Linked DNA regions of Mus musculus: region 2 is linked to region 1. A link is a contact called in public HiChIP or PLAC-seq data. All regions are on one chromosome and are shown on one strand. Each heading gives the region's core, a stretch centred on a gene start, on an enhancer-like site or on the middle of the called end of the contact. The rest is flanking DNA. Distances are from core to core; before and after follow the strand shown. Region 1 overlaps Bcr (BCR activator of RhoGEF and GTPase). Region 2 holds the start of Specc1l (sperm antigen with calponin homology and coiled-coil domains 1-like).

Region 1 (6,620 bases), core at 2,831-5,330:
TGGCAATGGGATAGGCTAGATAAATAAGCAATTGGGAATCTTTGGAAAACACACCATCTGGGACTGAGGGTGGCTCAGTGGCAGAGCTCACCCTGGTTGGCACAAAACCCTGGATTTTATCTTTAGTACCCCAAAACTAAGAGACTAGAGAACAACCACTACTTTCCCCCTCCACCTTAGATTCTTTCTACAAAGAATTAAGCTCTTTTCAGGGTAGGAGTCTGTGGTGTGGGGTAGCTCCCTGTCCTGGGTTTGAAGTTCCTTGTAGGACGAATCCCAGGGTCTACCTGTGTCTTGGCTGTCCAAGGACAGTTCCCCTTTCCTTCTTCAGAAACACACTGAGTGGGACAAATCCCTTCCCATCTTAGGACAGTAAGTAATGATAGAGACCCCTTTCCCCTAGAAACCCAGAATCAACAAAGGCCATGGATGAACAGTCCAAAGACCAGGTGAGGTTGAACAAGCTGTAGTCGAGGAGAGCAGCTGTCTGACACAGCTGGGTGACTGGGTCCCACTTCTCCCGGCCCTCCTGGGGATTCCAGGTCCTGACTGGCCCACCTTGCCCCTGCACACCAGACATCGGATATGAGTCCACAGGGTCGAGCCTCGGGCACACAGCTGTTTGTCAGCAGAGGTGATCCGGCTCCGGCTTCCCCGGCTGGGGTAGAAAAACCGAATGAGGCCTTGCATGGCGATGGGGGTCGAGCAGCAAGAGGCTTGTTTGTGGAGCTGAAGTCGCACGGCAGGGCAGTGGTGAGTTCCTGGCCTCTGGCTCCTTTTGAGCAGGCTCTCAGGGAAGCTCCACCCTACAGCTGGGCCAGCCAAGGTCAGAGTTTCCCATCACCCATACATTCCACTTTGTTTTCTGTCAGTCTATGGGAACACCAGCTCCTGCTCCAGAGTCTATTGGTTACGGGAATTCTGATAAGTCACAGCCTCCTCTTACGTTGAGTCTCCTTTTCAAGTGGTGGCTTCCGGTGGTCCAAATTTAGAGACACTGAGTAACGTGTGTGTTACTGGTCAGTCCGCTTTGAGCCGGCAGCATCTTGAAAGAATGTGTGAAAGGCCTGCTGATACTTCTACATCTCACGTAGTGCAGAGAGCATCTGAAGGCTCCAGCAGCTTGTTCCCTGCAGGCAAGCTGCTGGAGCCTTCCTGGTCTGAATAAGGTTCACTCTCAAGTGAGACCTAGCATCTAACTCTGCCTAGAGCCGCTGGGGTCAGTCCCTGTTTGTAGCTCACCTTGGTGTCTGAGAAATCAGCCCTCACAGCAGCCCCGAACTGCTGGATTCGCCTCAAAGGACAGAACGTGCTTAGCAGAGCAGAAACCTTGCAAAGAGTAACAGGACGAGGCAGGCTGGGCTACACTGTCAACAACATTAAAGGCTGGCACGCTTTCCCACACAGTTAAAGTTTCGGAGAAATAAGCAGGCAGGAGGCTGGGCTTTGGAAAAACTGATGGCTGAGGGGGAAGGGCCGTGGACCAGAAGTGCAGGGGAAAGCTGATGCCCTTGTGGTTGTATGGGGCCTCTGCTCCACATAGGCTCCGGGCAGCCAGCATGTGTAACACAGTAGCCTCAGAAGGGCAACCTGTACTGCACTGTCTCCCTGGGAAGAACAGCTGTGGTCAGTGGGTCTGGTGGATGCCTGGGAAACTGCTTAGTCTACACCAGGGCAAGCTGGAGAAAGCCCACGTTCAACCAGGGCAGGCACTGAACCGGCCCCGGAGACTCCTCTACCTACAACTGGGAAACAATTGTCCATATTGACTTAGACCAAACAAGGGGTCACAATAGCAGTAACCATAATTAAAGTGGAAGCAAGCCAAACGGACAGAACCGCCCCCTCCCCCAAAACAAAACAAAACAAAAAACCGTGGGCCGTGACAGGATAATTTTATTTAGCTACTAAGGATAATAATACTAATGAAATAATAATAAAAAAGATAACCTTTAAAAATAATAGTCATCTGGACAGTGATGGTGCACACTCTTTTTTAATATTTATTTATTTTATGTACATGAGTACACTGTAGCTGTCTTTAGACACACTAGTAGAGGGCATCAGATCCCATTACAGATGGTTGTGAGCCACCATGTGGTAGCTGGGAATTGAACTTAGGACCTCTGGAAGAGTAGACAGTGTTCTTTTTCTTTCTTTCTTTCTTTCTTTTTGTTTTTTGGTTTTTTGAGAAAGGGTTTAGTCAGTGCTCTTAACCACTGACCCATCTCTCCAGCCCCAATGGTGCACACCTTTAATCCCAGCACTTGGAAGACAGAGGTAGGTGAATCCCTCTGAGTTTGAGGCCAGCCTGGTCTACAAAGTGAGTTCCAGGCCAGCCAGGGTTATACAGAGAAACCCTGTCTCAAAACAAAACAAAACAAAACAAAACAAAACAAAACAAAACAAAACAAAACAAAACAAAACAAAACATCCCCTACCCCACCCTCAAAGAAGAATCCAGAAAACCCAGAAAATACAGGAGACTACCTCTGGCATGATTCTGTTGATACAAAATGTGGAGAATGGACACATCTCTAAGACAGAAGCTATTATCACCCAGATGGCTGTGTGGGAACCTGAGACATAACCCAAACAGGAGGATGGTACAAGAGGAAAAAAAATGGGACAAGATGAGATTCTACAACTCAGTATAATGTTAATCCCCAGGAAAGAACAGGGCTACGAGAATTTGGCAGCCTAGAAAGTTTATGAATGGAAAGGAGAGAAGAGGGCATGGGAAATCTCTAATGGGTACAAGGCTCCAAGAGACCTAGGTTTACCGAGTATGTTGGTCTCCTTTGCAGAGTGGCCCTAGCTGAGGATGGTGCTTTCAGGATCCTGGCCCGGTCTTGACCATATGCAGTCAGGCTGCTGAATGGCTTCCTCTCAGTTCAAGCATCCCTGAATCCTGGCTAACTGCCGGCCTTGGGGTATGACCTGAAGATATACCTCGTGTTCCTTCATGTGAAGGTCTCCCTGTGCCCAAACTTGGCCCCTTCATCAGCGATATCTGAGGATGCCAGTGTGACCTTGCAGCATGATGACCCTGGCTTTTGGCACATCTGTAGTATCTTAAAGCCTGGGATAAAATGTCTTCATGTTATGGCACTCTTGGATCCTGGCACATAGGTTCTTCCTTATGAGGGCAACACAACAGGCTCTGGTGTATGATGGTTTGGTTTGCTTGGATGACCTATAGAAGCTTGGAAAGGACCAAGGTGCTGTGTACGAACTGCACGAGGGCTCATAGTCTTCTTGCTGGTGACTCTCTGAACAGTTGTCACCTTCCAGGTCAGCGCCATCACATCCCTTTCTGGCGTGTGGATTTAACGTGTCCTGGGTTCAGAAAGAGGGAACACTCTACTCTTTCTCTTGTGGAACCTCCGTTCTTCAGGAAGAGAAATGGGGACCGGATAAGTCAAGGTCATATAAAGAGTAAGGGCAGAATCCAAAAACTTGGGCTGTGGTTCTTGGACTAAGTATTCATTAATACCATTTATAGAGCAGAGAAGCGTACCGACTCAGGATCTTAACCTCAGAAGAGTCTGGCACTCTCAGTCTGAGGATGTGCGTGAATACTACCATCAGAGCCTCAGTGTCCATTCTGGCCCTTCTCTTGGGCCCTGCTGTTCTGCCTGAGTCTGGACTTCCACCTGTCTTCCCTCTGGTATTGAGGACTGCATCTTCTCTATCTCAGCATGCAGCTTTACCTCACAGGACGTCTCTCCACTTAGTTTCTGAGCCAGGGTTGCCATTCCTCACCAACTCCCAGCAGCAGGAAATAGACAGCTAGGCACCTATCCACAACGACACGCATGGAAGGTGTCGACATCATCGGGAAAGCCTGGCTCAGCCCTGGTTAAGCCGCAGATGGCTTTCTCAGCTATACCTAACCCATAAACAGTATCCACAGGTGAGAAGAAGCAAGAGGCGGGAGAACGGAGCCAGGCTGAGTGTCAGGCCGTAACACTGCCCCTCCTCCTGCTTCCTTCCTCCAGGGATCACACGGACAAGCCCTTGTTGCTGGGAGACAGGCCAGTCACTGTGTAGGCGAGTGTGAGTCATCTAGACCATTTTCAAGTGCTTGGGTTCCTTCCTGTGTAAAGAAGTTCCCGAGGCCAATCATCTCTCAGACCACGGTGATGACTGGGGGCTGGAGCAGGGGCCGACAGTCTCCAGTGCCTCTTCACTGACAATGATGGTGACAAAATAGTAACAGTAATAATAGCACCAAATGCTGACCAGGTCTGGGTGACACGTCACCAAGCTGCAGACGGATGTGTCTCTTGCTCCATCTGATATACGAGGACACATTGCTGGAAGGGTGAGGGGCTATGACTCACTTGGGTCACACAGGGCACAGCAGGGCTGGTGGGTGGACAGAGACTATCCTCTTTACTACCAGACTAGCCAGACTCTGAGCTTTGATCAACATGGCTTCACCCCTGCGCAAAAGCCCAATCTGAGTAAGAATTCTGTTCAATCAATTTTTCTAAGAACATATACTCTGTGTGTGTGTGTGTGTGTGTGTGTGTGTGTGTGTGTGTGTGTGTGTGTGTGTGTAGTGTATACGTGGGTATGCTGTATTTGGTGTGCGTGTATGTATACGTGTTTGAGGACACCAAGGCCGACCTCAGGAGTCATCTCTCAGATGCTATCTACCTTGTTTTTGTTGAGTCAGTTAGGGTCTCTCCCTGACTGGAACTTGTCAAGTAAGGTAGACTGGCTGGCCAGAGAACCCTAGGGATCTGTCTGCCTCAGTTTCCCCAGTGCTGGGATTGCATGTGGTTCATCACACTGGGCTCCTCTACTCCTGCCCCACACTTTTTTTTTTTAATGTGGATTCTGGAATTATCATTCAAGCCTCCATATCAACTAAGCTATCTCTCTATCTCCATCATCATCACCATCACCATCACCATCATCATCAGCGTTTATTATTATTATTATTATTATTTTGACAGTGCCTCACAGAGCCCAGGCTGGTCTCAAATAATTCACTATGTGGTTGTGACTAGCTGTGGATTTTTTATCTGTCTCTACCTCCAAAGTGCTGGATTACAGGTTTGCCCCCACCCCCATCTTTGACGTGTAGCTGGGTTCTTTGTCTCCAGGTAATGTCTGTTTACCTGACCTTCCTTCAGAAGAAAAATCCCATTGGGCTGGTCTAGCCAGAATCCTCCTCACTCCTGGCATTTCCTCTTAGTAATCTCCACTCACTGACCCTTACCCTGCTCCTTGGCTGTAAATTTCCATTTGCCTGCGCCTTACCTGGAGTGGAGCCCTGTCTATGCAACGGTGTCTCTTCCCTCTGGGAGGTATCCCTGAGTATATCTGTCTTTGCTACCTTCACTGCTTTCTGGCACTGGAAATTCTCTTCTCTTTGCTAGGCTGGCACAGGGTGCCTGAGTGCCTTGACGGAAAAGCAAAAGCACGAGGAGACATTTGTTCACAAGGCGGCATCGGAGCAAGGGGGTTTCAAAGAAGTTTGGTTTGATAAGCTAGCTTTGTTCACTTCCCACCGAGACCCCTAGCTATCTAGTGGTAGGACTTAGAGGCCCTGGTTCAAATCCAACCATTCACAAGAGTCGAGGAGAAAATTCAAGGCATTTAAGCCAACAACTGCTGGGACCTGAATTTCTCTTTGCTAACTTGATAAACCCATAAAGGGGCCAGGCACCCAGTCTGTTGGCATTCTTGGGATCACCTTTGTATAGAAGTTAGCCCTGATTCTTCCTCCAGCCCCATGCTCTCAGAAATAAGACTCAGACTCAAAAATATATTTACCTTGGCCTCATTGGATGTGACTTAAGATATCCCATTTTTCCTAACCTATGTGTTGCCACACAGCTGGTTTCCTGTGCTCAGGTTCCATGCATCTAGCTCATCGCATCTTGCTGGAGAATCTCCTTCGCTCCCAGAGCTCTCTCTCCTCTTGATGTTCCACCTTCTATGTCCTGTCTAAGCCATAGGCCACAGGCTTCAGCCGTACAATACACAAGATGTTCTCTCTACACCCTTGAGTGAGCTGGGTAGTTGAAGCTTCAAGAAGGTACCAGGGCCTGGGATGTGTATGATGTTAGAATGCTAACTCTGGGGGACCTGTGCGTATGATGTTCAGGACAGCAGCTGGAAACTGGGCCTATACCCCAGACAAAAAATGAGTAGGCTCTGGGACTCCTGCTTTTCCAAAGGGAAATGGTTTTATAAACAATTTTAGCCCAGGGCACCACCTAACCATATGCCTGTGGGCTGTAAAAGCTCACATAGGGAAACTATGGTATCAGCTGCAAGTACAAGTTTGACAGACAAAAAAAAAAATCAATCTCTGGGAACAAGAAAGGATATAACAGACAGAGAAAGGAAGGAACCATGACAGGGCTGGCTATCCACTCCATCCCAAGAGTTAGGCCGTTTCATCAGCCTCATGTGGGAGAGGCCATGGAGCATCCAGATGGGATGGGGTGGGGTGGGGCAGACTCACCTGGACCTGGCCTTTCCCCATGAGCTTGTCTGCGCTCTCACCATCTTCCTTCGTCATCTTCATTTTGTTGTAACACTTTTCATAACATAGTATCCGCAGGGTCTGGGAGCCTTCTAGCTCTATCTCAAACTCC
Region 2 (6,698 bases), core at 1,287-3,786, 41 kb before region 1:
ACCTTCAGTATCATCAAAACTCCCAACATTGTCCTAGTTTTTATGACATAAACACCTACTCAAATTCTTTTACCCTAGGGTATCTCAGATTTAATCATCTCAGACATACTATACAGCCTGCCTCATCACCCAAATTTTTGAGAAGGAAACTACAATATCATCGTTGGCTAAAAACTGTAGATAAGGATTCTTTAATATTGAAATAGCTCCTGAAGCTCCTCTGTGTGCAAGCACAGAATGGAGAAACAGGTCCAGAAAAGCTTACTTTCCCAAAGCCATGAGGCCAAAAAGAAAAGGAAACTCTCTCAACCCCTTACACTGTCATCATTCCTCTATCAAGGTGAGATGTCTGCAGTAATACTTTGTGCAAGCTAGACATGTGATTTAAATAGACATACAGTTATTCAGCAAGTCCTGTATATAAGAAAACTCGACCCTCATAGGAATTTTGACCTTTTTCGATACCTGAGTCATCTGAACAATGAGCTCTGTCAAGTCAGTCAGAAAGCCAATTTCTACTTCACAAGTCACATGTCAAGAAAACAAGATGTAGGTACACACCCTGAGCAAATTTCACTTTAGCTATAATTACTCTCCTCTCTGCATCTGACACTGATATTTTGAATGATACAAAGACACCTTCATACTGCTTTTCTATGGTACAAAAAAAAAAATCACTTTCTTGCTGAAAATGTCAAGAAGATTCCTACATACCTGGGATATACACAGACAAGCATACAAAGCATTCTCAAGCTATCTAAAATTTCAAAAGGTTAGGACACTATTTGGTGTACACTAGATCCAAAGGGAAAATGAGACATTTTTAAAAGGGGGAAAAAGGGAAGGGGGCATCAGCTCTTTCTCAATAGGAAAGAAAATGTAACGAGACCAACATACTTTTTTCTCCATATCCCCTTCTATATTGGTTGGATATTTTGAGACATTACTTCAATTTTTATCAAGCTGGGGAGTAGATATAGCTTAGCTATAAAACACTTATCTAGCCATATTCCATGCCCTTAATACCAAAGATGGGAGAGTGAAGTTATCCATATACGACTCAACCCTCAAGTACACTTCCATCGTCAATTGCTTATATTATCCCAGTACAAGGAAAGGACAAGAGAAAAAAAAAAAAAAGAGTCTGTACAGAATTCAGCACAGGCGTATTGCTTTTCAAACTCTTTCCATTCCTGACATATTGAAAGAGGACCAACCGAACGGTGCCTTTAATGCCTATGCAACAACGCTGGTGCCTCATTCCAAACCTTTAGATAGAACTGTTGTTGCCTGTAGTCCACAGCTGATTTCACCTCAAGATTTAGCTTCCTGAATGACAAGAAGCCTTCCTGGGCTCCGCGATTTGTTTTTTGTTTTGTTTTTGTTTGTAGTTTGAGACAAGGCCTTACTCTGCAGCCCAGTTGGAGCTCATCCAGCCTTGGCCTCGGGATTACAGGTGTAGGCCAAACTTTACGATTCTCTGTCATGACAGTCAAAGGGTGCCCCCTCACCCCGCCGCACTTTAGGACTGATCTTCAAGAGAGTGAAAACAAAAACAAAAACAAAACAAAAAACAAACAACAAAAAAACCCAAAACAAAACAAAACAAAAAATCAAGGATGCCTGCATTTGAATGATCACAGAAATTTTTGTTTGGTTTTAGGCGGCTAAGCCCACCAGAAACCGATTTCTTTTCTAGTGTTCTCTGGGGTATCGCCACCATCTATCTATCTCTCTCTCTCTCTATCTCTCTCTCTCTCTCTCTCACACACACACACACACACACACACACACACACACACACACAAGCCTCTAATGAAAATGCACACACACACACACACGCCTCTAATGAAAATGCAGCATTTCTTCAACAACACACAGAAACATCCACATCCAATCTGACATAATTAGCCAAGTCTCAAGAATAAAGAACACTGCCAGCTTCCAACAGCCAGGTCCTAACACTGCAGGGCGCAGCCTTCGGGGGACCTCCGCTCCTGCTCCCCACCCTCAATGCACCAGATGGGGAGGCAACCTGTCCCAGCCCAGGGCAAGGAACTAGGATGAATGCCCGGTCTCTCCCGACACCACAGGGAACACAAGCACCAGGGTCGCACCCAGCCTCTCCGCAGGGATGAGACCCCCAGCCAGCTGGGTACCACGCCAGCCTGGGTTCCCGGGGGATCTGCGGGGCAAGCTGTGAGGTCCGCCCGGGCAGGAGACGGCGCAGGCGCGGGATGGCTGGGGATGGGGGGGGTGACGAGGGGGGACAGCGCAGGCGCGGGGCCGCCAGGGTCTGCGGGGCCGCCCGGGCCTGGCCGCGCGGGCGGCGCTGAGGAGACGAACGTGCCCGCGGCACAAGCGGAGAAGACCCTGCCCCGGCTCTTACCGCGCGGCACCGCCTCGCTCACTCGCTGGCTCCGGGCTGGGGCCGGGCGGCGAGCTCGCCCGGTGGCGCGGCCCGGTCCGTTGAGTCCGGCCTCAGGGCAACAGCCAACCCCACGGCGCCGCTCCCTCGGCCCGCCCTGTCTCCCTTGCGGCTCCCGCCCTCCGCCCGCCCCTTATCCACCGGTGCCGCCCCCTTCTACTCCCCGCGCATGTGCCGTGATCGGCGCCTCCCTGGGCTGCTACTGCGCAGGCGCCAGCTGTCACACCTCCTCTTCGCGCTGAGTTCTGGACCGCGCACGCGCTGTGCTAGTCGGCGGTGCAACTAGATAACTGCAGTCTTTTGTGCTGGAAGTGCTCCTAGTCTCTCGTTTTTCCTCCAAGGCAAATAGGTCCGCTCTGGTTGAAATGTATGTTTACAGTGTGCTGAACCCGACAGTTGAGAAAAATGCACATGCCAGGCACCCATTATGTTCCCAGCACATGAGCAACACCGGTCCCTACTCCACCCATTAAAGGGAACAAGATCACTAGCATTATAAAGTTAAAGAGTTCTATAAGCTTATGTAATTCCTGTGTAGTTTTTATTTTACTTTTTAAATTTGTAAATGGCTCTATTACTATAATAAAAGCACCATGACCAAAAGCAACCTGGGGAGGAAAGGGTTTATTTGGCTTACAACTCCCAGGTCACACACCATCACTGAGAGAAGTCAGGGCAGGAACTCAAAGGAACCTGAAGGCAGGAACTGAAGCAGAGAAGCTTTGGAGAAACACAGATTGTTGGTTTGCTCCTCATGCCTTGCTCAGCCTGCTTTCTTATATCATCCAGGATCCCCTAGGGGGTCACACCACATCCTGGTGAGCCTGGCCTCTCCCACATCAATCATTAACCAAGAAAATGCCCTATAGATTTGTATATAGGCAATCTAACAAAGACATTTTCTCAACTGAAGTTCCTCTTCCCAGATAATGGTAACTTAGATCAAACTGACAAGACCTAGCCGGAACATTATTCTTTGATGTTTTCTTTTTAAGAATTTAATCTCTGATTCACTGGGCATAGTGGAACATGCTTTTAATATCAGCACTCAGGAGGCAAAGATGGATCATCTCTGTGAGTACCAGGCCAACGTGGTCTATATAGCCAATTCCAGGCCAGCCATTGCCACATGGTGAGACCCTGTCTCAAATAAATTAGCAAATAGATAAATAAATAAATAAATAAATAAATTTAAAGATTTTGTATATGGATATTTATGTATATGAGTACACCGTTGTTGTCTTCAGACACACCAGAAGAGGATGTCAGATCTCATTATACATGGTTGTGAACCACCATGTGTACACAGGTTGCTGGGAGCTGAACTCAGGAGCTCTGGAAGAAGCCAGTGCTCCTAACCATCTCTCCAGCCCCCCCCTAAATAAATAAATAAATATCTCTGAATGCATTTCTAAGAAAATTTACATGCCTCAAAATTCAAAAATCACCATTTCAACATATTCAGTACCCTACAATTCCTCACATAGTTTCCACTCCTCAATATCAATATCCCTTGACATCATTTATGAACAGAAGCAAATATTTAAATTACGATATGCACTATTTTACTACCTCAATACACAGATGGCATCACACTGTACCTCTTGATCTTTAATTCTTCCTTCTTAACCAGCAGAGCCACAATACATTAGTACATTGAGCCAAAAAAAAAAAAACAAAAACAAAACCTGGCTTTGAACCTTGGATGCATTACATAATAGTCCCTTTGCTTTCTGGTTTACCCACTACAAAACATATGCTGTTATAAATTTTTATGGAGGTCAAATAGGATTAGCACTTAAACAGGCCTTACCACGTTATCCAGAACCCTGGACTTCCATTGCGTAGCAAATATAAATAAGTGGGTATTAATTCTCCATCTGTTTAGGTATTTGTAGTTCAAAATCAACTCAACCATTTCAATCCAAATACCACCCAGGTGGTAATTTTTTGAGGCCAAAGTTGAGGTTCAAAAAGGTATGTCATGCCAGGTGGTAGTGGCTCACACCTTTAATCCCAGCACTTGGGAGGCAGAGGAAGGCGGATTTCTGAGTTCGAGGCCAGCCTGGTCTACCAAGTGAGTTCCAGGACAGCCAGGGCTACACAGAGAAACCCTGTCTCAAAAAAAAAAAAAAAAAAAAAAAAAAAAAAAAAAAAAAACCAAAACAAAAAACAAAAAAATCAGGTGCATTTCAAACCATTTTCTATAGTTCCTAGAATTGTTTAAAAAAAAAAAGATTCAAAGGTCAATGATAATCTAAGGACCTTTCCTCTGCCAATTCCTCCCTCTAGCAATAATTTCCTCATGCTAGCCACTGCTCCTCTTCTCTCTCCCTCTCCCTCCCTCTCTCTCTCTCTCTCTCTCTCTCTCTCTCTCTCTCTCTCTCTCTCTCTCTTTCTCTCTCTCTCTCTCTTTTACTTTATGAATATGACTACACTATCCCTATCTTCAGACACACCAGAAGAGGGCATCAGATCTCATTACAGATGGTTGTGAGCTACCATGTGGTTGCTGGGAATTAAACTCAGTACCTCTGGAAGAGCAGAGAATGCTCTCAACTGCTGAGCCAACTCTCTAGGCCCAGAGTTAACTTTTTAAATGAACTTGCTCATAGCAGATTGCTAAATCATTCTACATTGGTTTTGTAGTTCAGCCTATTAGACTTTTAAATCTTTTCATGGCAAATATCAATTTTAGTGTATCTTTTAACAAAATTCTTACCCATCTAGCTATATCTCCAGTCTTCTCCTCTCTCTATCCAGCTAGGCAGGCAATCCTCCCCAGGTCTGGCCTCAGCCTTTAACCCACCTTCTATCCCTCTATCAAACCTTTCCTTGCTCTTCCCTTCATCCCCACATAACCACTCTCACTTGAATTCTCTTCCACTCCACAAGGTTGCTGGACTCAAGGCCCCCCTGTGTGCCCATGCCCCCTTCCCTCCTCACTGGTCTCTCTTGAGTAGAAAAATGTTTGGGCTTCTTGTCTGACAAGAGTTTCTCTATCAGGACAATATTCAGTATTTAATACTCAGTCCTTAAACCTAACCAAACCTGACACTTGTGTCACACTGACCTCCACTGTGTCTCCCAAGGACAGGGAGTGTATCTGGAGGGCAGCTCAGGCACATGCCTATGTGATTCGTGTCCAGGATAGATATCATAATATAGTCGGTGCTCTGTCAGTTCCATAGGCCCATCTTCATTGAAATACAATCCAATTCAGATGATCTCCACAAATAAGGCCTTGTGATTATTTGTCTTGTGGCAGGAAGGTGGCATGTAGGCAGGAAGCCTTTAAGATGGCCAATCTTGAGCAAATCAAAGCAATTATCCAGGGAGTCTCACTTATTGTATGCGCAGGTGTGGTGAAACCACACACTAGACCTCTCTATAGGTAGAAAGAGCGGGTTGGGAGCTGGAGAGATGGCTCAGTAGTTAAGAGCACTGACTACTCTTCCAGAGGTCCTGAGTTCAAATCCCAGCAACCACAAGGTGGCTTACAACCATCTGTAATGGGATCTGATGCCCTCTTCTGGTGTGTCTGACTGTGTCTGAAGAGAGTGACAGTATACTCGCATACATAAAGTAAATAAATAAATCTTTAAAAAAAAAAAAAAAGAACCATTTGCTGGGGAATCAAACTGTCAAGGCTATCTCCCAGGATGGGCTGGGGGTGGGGGCAGAAAATGGTGGGAAAGCAGGCAGATTTTATTGTAGGAGAGTCAGCAGGGTGTGGTCTTTGAGCTAATAATACAGGCTGTTCAGCTAGAACAGGAACAAGTGTCCTTGCCTGAAGCAGTCGACCTTTGGGTTGGACTAAGGAAGGTTCCTGGTAATTTATGGGAGTCTCCTAATAAACAGTAGTCTTGGAGGGAGGCTGCTTTGGACCTAACACTTATCAGAAACTAAATATACCAACCTGACCTTGAGCGACAGTAGGGAAATTAGAGCAACATCTCCATCCTAGCTTTCTGTTGGCAAACTGGTAGTAGGCAACAGATTCAAAGACATGGCTGGATGTGGTGCGCATGCCTTTAGGCCCAGCACTCAGGAAGCAGAGGCAGGCAGATCTCTGTGAGTTCAAGGGGAGCCTCATCTACAGAGTGAGTTCCAGGACAGCCAGGGCTGTTACACAAAGAAACCCTGTCTCAAAAAAAAAAAAAAAAAAGCGGAAAAGAGAACAGCCCCTCTACCTTTCAAAGAGACCTTATAGAAGTGGCCTTTATGGTCCTCAATAGCAGACAAGAGGTGATAGGTTTTTTAAAACGCA

Evidence for each region. HiChIP or PLAC-seq counts read pairs in DNA pulled down with a chosen protein or histone mark.
Region 2: a contact with region 1 is called in an HNF4G HiChIP or PLAC-seq map of pancreatic cancer cells. The contact joins the promoter of Specc1l here to the enhancer-like site in region 1. A contact is called at or near these places in 3 of 39 promoter capture datasets (the 3T3-L1 cell line, 3T3-L1-derived adipocytes and liver), 4 of 484 Hi-C or Micro-C datasets (the HL-1 cell line, cranial neural crest, female germline stem cell-derived STRA8 germ cells and 1 more), 8 of 115 datasets of contacts at active chromatin or transcription factors (CD8 T cells, effector CD8 T cells, embryonic fibroblasts and 4 more) and 3 of 9 other capture datasets (adipose tissue, liver and pancreatic islet).

What each region holds. Positions count from the first base shown.
Region 1 is chr10:75,168,106-75,174,725 of GRCm38.p6, reverse strand. Bcr (BCR activator of RhoGEF and GTPase) reads right to left here. Exons shown (of 23, transcript NM_001081412.2): 16 at 6,488-6,619. Among named protein-coding and RNA genes, the nearest start is that of Specc1l, 41 kb to the left of the region's middle. Within about 2 kb of position 4,080, at least 154 of the 459 cell types and tissues checked have an H3K27ac peak or open chromatin away from gene starts, as enhancers often do. A contact at or near this core is called in 3T3-L1-derived adipocytes, CD8 T cells, the HL-1 cell line and 7 more, where this site is marked.
Region 2 is chr10:75,207,911-75,214,608 of GRCm38.p6, reverse strand. Specc1l (sperm antigen with calponin homology and coiled-coil domains 1-like) reads right to left here and starts at 2,536. Exons shown (of 16, transcript NM_153406.3): 1 at 2,390-2,536.